Regions from separate parts of the Arachis hypogaea genome. Here region 1 is linked to region 2. Evidence: chromatin contacts called from public Hi-C data. All regions are on one chromosome and are shown on one strand. The core of a region is the stretch at or near the end of the contact, and the rest is flanking DNA. Distances in the headings are between cores, read along the strand shown.

Evidence for each region. A called contact is a pair of places that touch in the nucleus more often than the background predicts.
Region 1: a contact with region 2 is called in a Hi-C map of leaf, with 2.5 times the contacts expected there. The contact joins two enhancer-like sites. A contact is called at or near these places in 2 of 8 Hi-C or Micro-C datasets (both in leaf).

The regions. Positions count from the first base shown.
Region 1 is chr16:124,804,108-124,808,812 of arahy.Tifrunner.gnm2.J5K5, forward strand. No RefSeq gene overlaps it. Among protein-coding and RNA genes, the nearest start is that of LOC112759020, 38 kb to the right of the region's middle. Within about 2 kb of position 2,749, at least 1 of the 3 cell types and tissues checked has open chromatin away from gene starts, as enhancers often do.
Region 2 is chr16:124,673,330-124,678,052 of arahy.Tifrunner.gnm2.J5K5, forward strand. It overlaps LOC112754863 (5'-adenylylsulfate reductase-like 5), which reads left to right. Exons shown (of 4, transcript XM_025802658.2): 4 at 64-737. The coding sequence ends at 485. Among protein-coding and RNA genes, the nearest start is that of LOC112754863, 8.2 kb to the left of the region's middle. Within about 2 kb of position 2,677, at least 1 of the 3 cell types and tissues checked has open chromatin away from gene starts, as enhancers often do.

The DNA of each region.
Region 1 (4,705 bases), core at 1,499-3,998, 130 kb after region 2:
TAATTATGATATTTTAATATATTATATTTACAATATTAAATTAATCATTTTATATATATTTATATATATATTGATTAACTTATTTTTAATATATATATATATATATATATATATATATATTAATCTCTTATATCCATATAATATCATTAATATTTTGTCTTTGAATAATTTTTTTCTATTTTTTATTAATATTATTATGATATCTTTTTTTTTGCTACTAAATGTCATGGTTATTAATTATGTATATGTAGTAAAATAATCGAAAACTGACATATAGTTGATAATTTAATAATATTTAATAATTTTTAATTATTAATTTATATAAAAATATTTATAATAAATTATACAGGAGAAAGTAATTTTTTAACTAAATTAATATGTATTTATTATTTTATTACATTCAATTAGAATAAATAATAAATCATCTATTTTGTTATGCGTCTTATAAAGTAATGAATTAAAGTAATTGATAATAATTGATTAATATAAATTATAATAAATTGTGTGATATTTAAATATATAATCAAATCAATTAGTTGATATAATTAATTTATCATAATGAATTGAATTTAATGAGTTAAAAGAAATAAATCAGGAAACACTTTCAGAAGCATGTCACGTCAACTTCATCATTAAGTATAAAAACCCAATTTTTATATAATAAAATAGATAGATAAATTATTATTATTATTATTATTATTATTATTATTATTATTATTAATTGATATCAATATCAATTTTTCACCATTAATGTATGTATCAATTCGTCATTAATTATGCTTGATTAAAAATAATAACTGAAAAATAATAATTAAAAAATATTAATAATTGACAATTAGTATTATATAATTAATATAATAATTTAATAATTAATATTAATATTCTTATTGATAATTAATTTAATAATACATTAAATATTAATTTTATATAATTATAATAAATATATTTTCTTAAATTGGTATAATTATGCTTTTTTTATTAAATACTAATTGTAATATAATTATAATAAAAATATTTTTATAAAATAAATTTAGAAGAGAAAATAGTACATTTATTTTGGAGGAAAAAAACTCACGAGGAGACACCTTACCTTCATTAGTTGGGAAAAAAACTCAGTTTTAGTATATTAAGTAAATAGAATTTTAATAATAATACACAGGTAATTGAAATAGTTTATATACGGATTTTTCAAGTTATTATTATTATTATTATTATTATTATTATTATTATTATTATTATTATTATTATTATTGGATAATGAATAAGAATTAGAATTATATCAATATTTTTAAAATCAATAAAATTTAAATAACTAAAAATATTTAAAATCAATGTGCGTTATTAATATTATAAGATTTGATTATTTTATGATTATAATCAAATATTCTTATCATGATTACCACGACTGGTGCAATTATCATATCATTATCATATATTATTATTATTATTATTATTATTATTATTATTATTATTATTATGATTAAATGTATTTTCAATTGATAATTGATAAGTAGTTTAATAATGCATTAAATATTGATTTGATATAATTATAATGAAAATATATTTCTAAATTAGTATAATTATGTATTATTCATTAAATATTAATTATAATATAATTATAATAAAGATATTTTTTATAAAATAATTTAGAATAGAGAATAGTGTATTCATTTTGGAGGGAAACGGAATCACGAGGGATCGATACCTCACCTTCATTAGTTGGGGAAAAACCCAATTTTAGTATATTAAATATATTTGAAATAAAATGTAAACATTGAGGGAAAATATAATATTTACTATTTGGTAACTTTTTATAAAGAAAATTCATATTGATAATATTTTTAAAAATTTATCTTTTTAATATAATAATATTTTTAGTTAAAAATATAAATTATAGTAAGTATTAGATATTTTTGTTAATAAATTATATAATAATATTTTTCGAAATATATTATTTTTACTATATAAAAATAATTCAATACTTTTAAAAATTCTTTTATATAATTTACTAACAAGAATATAAATATTTAGTTACCTAACTGTACATAGGAGGATCCACGCTTATGAATAATTCGATTATGTGACCAAAATCGATTCGATCTAATTATATTGATTTTGTAATTGACAAGTAATTGGATGCAATCGAAAAATAGATATGAAAAAGATAGATAGAAAGTGCACAAAACGAATACGGGTTGAATCCAAATTCCAGAAGCAACTGGTTTCAAGAACTATTTAAATCATACCATAATGCAATACCGAAGGAAAAAATCATACCATAATGTATTTTGCTAAAAACTAGTAGCAGCAAATTAAGCATCTAATTAGTCCATTTTCATTACAATCATGAATCAGGGCAGGGGTTCACAATCACCATTTTTCTTCATCATCATTGTATCAGCACATGCTTCACACACTTCTCTCACATCACCATTATTATTCTCATCATTATTCTTACACCGCTGAAGTAATTTCTTAAGCTTCCCATCTTCTTGCATTCTTAAACTACTTAGTGAGAATTTGAAAATTTACCCAAACGGCTAACATTCTAAAATTAAGAACAGAGCTCAATAATGGAAACAATGTTTTAGATCTGAAAAAGTTGAGTGCACGCATGCAGGGTGATATAGAAGACAAATTGAAAGAGAGAATTCATTGGGGTCCTTGAAAAGAAGGAAGGAAGCCCGTCCAGCGGTTGAAAAGGACCACCGTCGGCGACTCGGCGGCGGTGTTGTCTCCGGTGGCTCCTGTGTTTCCGAGGTCGCTACACGTGAAGACTTTGCTAGAGTGGGCTTCTCATAACTTTGTTTTTTTTTTTTTTTTGACATTCTCATAACCTTGGTTACATCACCAATTTCTTGTTGAATTTTTGGCTCTTCTGTAATCCAGCCCAACAACATTTTTTCGTCACACTTTAAAAATAAAAAGTCAAAACCCTTCCAAAACGGACTTTTACATCGGTGCAAAAGCTTGACTTTTCCACCGTAGTGTTAGCCATGGTATTATAGGAGTTTTAAAATTTTATAGGCATGGTATATATATATATATATATATATAAAGTATTTTTTAGATAAATATAGTGATATTTTGATGTTTTATTAATATTAAAATATAATTTTTTTTAATTATTTATGTTTTTTTAATTATATAAATTATTTTTTATTTTAATAAATAATAATATATATTATTTCTAAACTCATTTCTAGAATACATATTAAGAATAACATTGAATACGCTGACACTTGATAGTATTTAGGTGTGTTCAATCGTATTAGAAATTTTTTTATTTTTTATTAAAATACGGTTGAATACAACAAATATGTATATCGAGTCCAAAATATATACCACATATAGACACAATAACTCAATAAAATATTTGTATTTCATAGCTTCTATCAATATTAACAAGACTACTATTCTACCATTCTACCATACAAAAAAGTGAATAACACATTAACACTTATACATTATACCTTAAAGTATTCGTATATCAAAATATAAGATGTTTGTTCTTCGTCATTCATGACAAATGTCTATAACATAAGAAATTTAGTCATATCATACTCATGTAAACTTATATTTTAACTATCTTAGAAAGAACTATTGAAAGATTTTTGTAAAATCTCTCTAAAAGAAGATTCTACATGTTATTTCTGTGAAAAAAAAAACTATTTAGATCTGAGATAGTATTTTTGAGCTTAAGAGTTGATAATGATCTTGATTTTTATTTCGTTGGTAATTAAACCAGGAAGACAACTTGTAAAAACATTTTGGTACTTAAGTTAGTGAGTATTTTTAGGTGATCATTCAAAGTGTGTACCCTTCATTATTTCCTTTTTGCTTTATAATATTTTTAAGACGTTATTACATGATAATTTTCCGACTTCAATTATGCGATTTGGTTGTTAGGAAATTATTTAATTTTTTAATTTATTTGTAGGCAATACATATATTAATTATAATCACAAATTATGTTATTTTAGATTAAATGACTTATATATATAATGATCTCATTTATTGTTATAAATGTTAAATTGAATAAGTCATAATTACTTTTGATTTGGAATTAAATGAGAATAAAACCAAATATTATCTTTTTGATTTGGATTCTCTAAAGTTTGAATTTCACTTTAGAGAGTAAATTATAATCTCAGCTCTCACCATTTATTTTATAGGTGGGACCAAAAATAAATATGAGAGAGAAATCATTTAAAGGTAAAAGATTACACTTTATCCTCTAAAGTACAAATTTGAAATTTAGAGGATCCAAATTCTTATCTTTTGGACTTTAGATATATTATCTTTTGGATTTCAGATATATTATCTTTTGGACTTTAGATACTATTTTTATTTGGGCTTTAGAATTTAATAGGTACCACGCTCAAATATAAATAATGACTTCAAAGTTTTGGTCCTCAACATACCAAAACTGGCTTTGTCGCTCTTTCTCCATCAGAAGAGTCACAATTCAGCCCTATTAGGGATACAGAAGACTTTGATTAAGGAAAGATTAAAAGAATCACAAAACTAAAACGATCCTTCCATCAATTTCTTATTTCTTTAAGTAAAGATACACTTTCGCATTATGATATTTTTTGGTAATTTAATATAAATAATTTAAATTAATAAAATAATTTATTTAAATAAGTGGTATCAGAACCATCTATAATTTAATCATAAAAAATATTCAGTTTTATTTTATTGA
Region 2 (4,723 bases), core at 1,427-3,926:
TCTTTTCCGGAGACAAATTACAATGACTGATAATAAACTTATGATCTGTTTGCCTACCCTCAGGATTTGAAGCAAATCTTAACATTGTTATACATCAACTAAGCAGCTTAATGAGAGATGAGCATTCGACAATGAAGTCTTTAGTTGGTGTGTCGCTTAAAGAAATATCGAGCAGGGAACCTTACTTAGTGTTCTCGGTATTGTTTCTATGCTTGAGGATGCTCCTCTTTGTGTTTCCCAAGATCATATCACACCTCCAAGCATTCTGGAATTCGTATGCTCCTCATCTCAACTTGCAAATATTCAGTGAGACAAGCCAAGTGATGATGGGACGTGTTCGCAACGTGGTTGATGTCAGGAGGATATGGAACAAGTTACGATTATGCAAGACCAGGAACTTTCATGAGAGGGCGAGGAGCGCCAAGGCCTGGGCTTCTTCTCTGGCTTCTGTTTCATTGGGAGAGTCGGCATCCTCCGCCAGGTGATAATCTCAGAATCTAACCAAATCTTGTTCTAGTTGAAAAAGTAGTGTAGAGTTTGTCAGATAATAGCCTCAAGCTGCGGTTGGAGCTTGGGAGCACATAGATCATCTTCTCTCTTAATTTGTATTATTAGGTAAAAAATTTGTGTTAATTTTTAAGTCGAATTTTGGGAGGAAGCAAACAGGATGTAAATGGGAGAACAAGTTTCCTTTTTTGTAAATTGGTTGTGTCTGAATGGAACTATCTATACACACATTCCCTAAGCCTTTTAGACATAGCATAACATTTTGGTATTGTGCCCTAATAATATGCTAAACTATCTAGCTGAATTGGCATAGTGACAAGAAATGTGCATTAGAGAGAAATTTGAAATAGCAAGCACTTCAATTATCGTGGAATCTCGTTTCAACTGATTTAGATATGCAAAGAAAACATTATTAGGATAAATAGATCTGGTACAGGGTATTTCAGTAGTTAGAAATAGGAGACAAATCACAGTAAAACTATTAAAATAAATTTAGACGCTAATTCTCTAAATGTAAATATGATTTACTATTATAGTTGATTCTGTCACAAGGCATAGTAGTAGTTGTTCATGGTGACAGAGAAGTTGATGTCATCCCAATTGGAATATTTCATCCTTGATTATTATGTTCGGCTTGATGAGCTATATACCTTTAGCCTTCAAGGAAAAACATAACTTTTCATCCATGTAATATATACCTGGATTGCAGAACCATTATATTCACATAAGATGATGATATTTGGTATTTATAAGAAGTTTGATTATGTTGCTTTGAAAATGTTTGATTTTGTTATAATTTTTTTTTTTAAATTTTGCTTTCATAAAATATTTGTTTGTTGAAGAAGTATAAGGAGATAATTTTTTTATAGCTAATTTTAACCAATTTTTTCCTTTTTCTTTTTTAAATGACTTTTTTTATTTACATTCTCTTTTATCCACATTTATCATAATATGACTTCAATTCCAAACATGCATGACTCATCTCTATTATGGCTTCCAACAAAATTATAAAGTAAGCTGATATTGGATGATAAATAGTTATTCTTTAGTTAGATTTTTTATAATTTTGATGGTTGATAATTTAATTTAAAAAATTTGTAAAATAATATATATATATATATATATATATATATATATATATATATATATATATATATATATATATATATGACTAATTTTTAGTGTTTGTATAGAGTTTTGACTAACATATTTAAGTCTTTCTATAATATAATTTCAACGTTTTAAACAAACACATCTAGAGTCTTCTTCGTTGAACTGTCGTTTGCCATAATTTGGAGCGGGCCTCTTTATGAGCGGATTGATGACCATCAACACCTTTTTTTTATTATTTTTTATTTTCTGAAAAGATTTTAAAATTATTATAATAACGAAAAGAAGCAATATATTTTAGGAAGTTTATCACCTGTTTCATGGAATGGAGGTGGAATTTTGTTTGTTCCAATCGAAGTAGCCGTGCAGATTTAATATAAAAAAAAAAATAAAGTGACAATTAAGTTTCTGAAGATTTCGATCTTAGATTAATTTGTTTTTAAAAATAAAAAAATACTAATTTGATTCTCTATAATAGCAAATAGTTGAGATGGGATGTTCTTCTATTAATTTTTTATGTAAAATTTAAGCGTGGTGCTTATGTGTACCGTTAACTACTGTGACGAGTTTATTTATAAAATATTGTCATGTAGATAATAATTTTTGGAGTGAAATTTTACATGTTTTAATAGAATTCATAATAAATAGAGAGCAGTTGATAAATGTTATATAAAAACTCAAAAGATAATAAATATTTCATTGTCCAAAAATTATATCGTTTTCATGCTCATATGACAGCAATGGGACAAACACCACTATAAATAATAAAATACATAAACAACTTTATTTCGTTTCGATAGAAAGACATATATATCCACCATTTACTATTGCAAATAATCTAATTAATATTTTTTTAAAAATTAATTAGTTTGAGGTCGAAATCTTCAAAGATCTCATTGTCATTTTACTTTATAAAAAATGTGAATGGTGTTGATGGGGGTGAAAGGAATGTGTTGTGAACAACTAGACAAATAGTGACACGATGGGCAAGGACCCAATTGGTCCCTGGTGCCTATGGGGAAGATTTGAATGTTCGCTTTGTTGACAAGCTTGCACAAGCTAGTTAAATTGAGTTTGTGTAAAGGGTGGTTAGAATGGTGATCCGTTGTTAGGTTGAAGAGTTAATTGAATGGGTTTGCTGATGTAAGTTTTTTTGTTTGTGTTGGGAATTAATGGATCGAATACTACTTTATGTATTGATGCATTGTGTTTTCTTAGGTTGCCACTTGTCATTCAATTAGGATATATATTTGTCCAACAAAGGAAACTACACATGTCAATCAAAGACCGTTACTCATATCTATTATATATTAAATTAGCAAGATTTCTGTGCATACCTGCGAGTAAGTGATTGAGTTTGAGCAATTAATAACAAAGATATATAAGAGAAACACATAGAAATTGAATAATGATATGTTTGTCATGTATGTTTATTAAACTTAGAAATATGATGACAATGATGTAAATAATAATTCTGGATCATGTATTAACTAAACATGGTTAATTAATATAAATACATGACAAGAGAAGGAAGATTGATTGTTGAAGCAAAAGTGCACATTTTTCATTCTAGAATTTGATAGTTGTGCTGCAATAAACAGCATAAATACTAAGTGAATTTGCAAATTAATAATATGTGCAACATATAGATATAATGATAAGGATAAAATTTGGTAAAATTTTAAAAAGAAAATGTTGAGACATAAATAAGTAAGAAATAGTTAAAGAAATAATTCAAAGGAATTGAGAATATGATCTTTACCTATTGTATGTGACACAATATGCTAAAATTAAATATTTCTGAAAAACTTCATGATAAACGACATTGTTGGTTTCAGTGTAATTGTTTGAATTGTCATGAGAAATAACAATCTTCAGTTCGTATTTCTCAGTAACTCTTGAGACTGCAACATATAGTTGGTCATATGTGAATACTGGCTGTTTAAGTAATAACCCAACATAATCCAATGATTGTCCTTGACTTTTATTTATAGTCATGGCATATGAGAGCATCAAAGGAAATTGCCTTCGTTGAAACTTAAATGGAGTTTTGTATCCAAAGGAGTTAATGTCATCCTAGGTATGAAAACCTTTTCACTAATGTTAGATCCTAATAAGACTTTTGCTTCGATAACTTTATTGCCAAGCCTTGTGATAACTAATTTAGTACTATTACAAAAGCCTACTGAATGATCAATATTTTTAATAAGCATCACAGGACAGTCTTACCTAAAGCAAAGTTCATGATTTAGAAGTCTGGGAGATTCAATAGTTGCCAAAAGTTCTGGAGTTTGCATTGATGCCAAACTGTCTGTTGCTCCTTCTTTAAAAGAAGGTAAATCAGAGCTGAGATAAACTTTTTTTTCATTTTCATTTAAAGCTAGTATATAATCATTAACTTGTTTAACAACGTTGATTGTTGGAGCCAAAATAGCATGGCCATGCAAATTCCTGAACTCCATGGGATCCTTTAGGTAGTCACTATATATAGCTTCAACAATTGCATGAATTGGGTCATCAAAATTTGTAATTAAGAGTTCAGGTGGTATAGGGACTACACTGTATCCATCTTCTGAATGAGCAAGCTTTTCATCTCCTAAATCAAGGATCCATTGTGCAAATTCTTTTCATTCTCTAACACTTTCATCTTCTATTGAAGACCTTAATCTCATATTCTGAGTTAAAGTTAGTAACTTGCATTTATTCCATAGATAAGAGGAATTAATCGATGCATTAACAATATCTTGTCTAGATCCCTTTGTTATCACTAGGAGGATTTGCCTAAAATCACCACCAAAGACGACTGTTTTTTCCCTAAATGGCAACAGTAAACTTGAATGGTTTGTGTGCTGAAGTAAATCTCTCATAGTTCGATCTAGTGTTTCAAAGCAAAATTTATTCATCATTGGTTCTTCATCCCAAATAATAAGTTTAGTTGCCAAAATTAACTCAACTAGTGGGCTTCCTTGTTTTATATTACAGGTGAAATATTCATCAGGAGTCAGGGGGATTGCAAACCTAGAATAAGCTGTTCTTCCTTTAGGTAGCAAGAACGAAGCTATTTTTCCACTTGAAGTAACTATTAAGACAATTTGACCCTTTGATC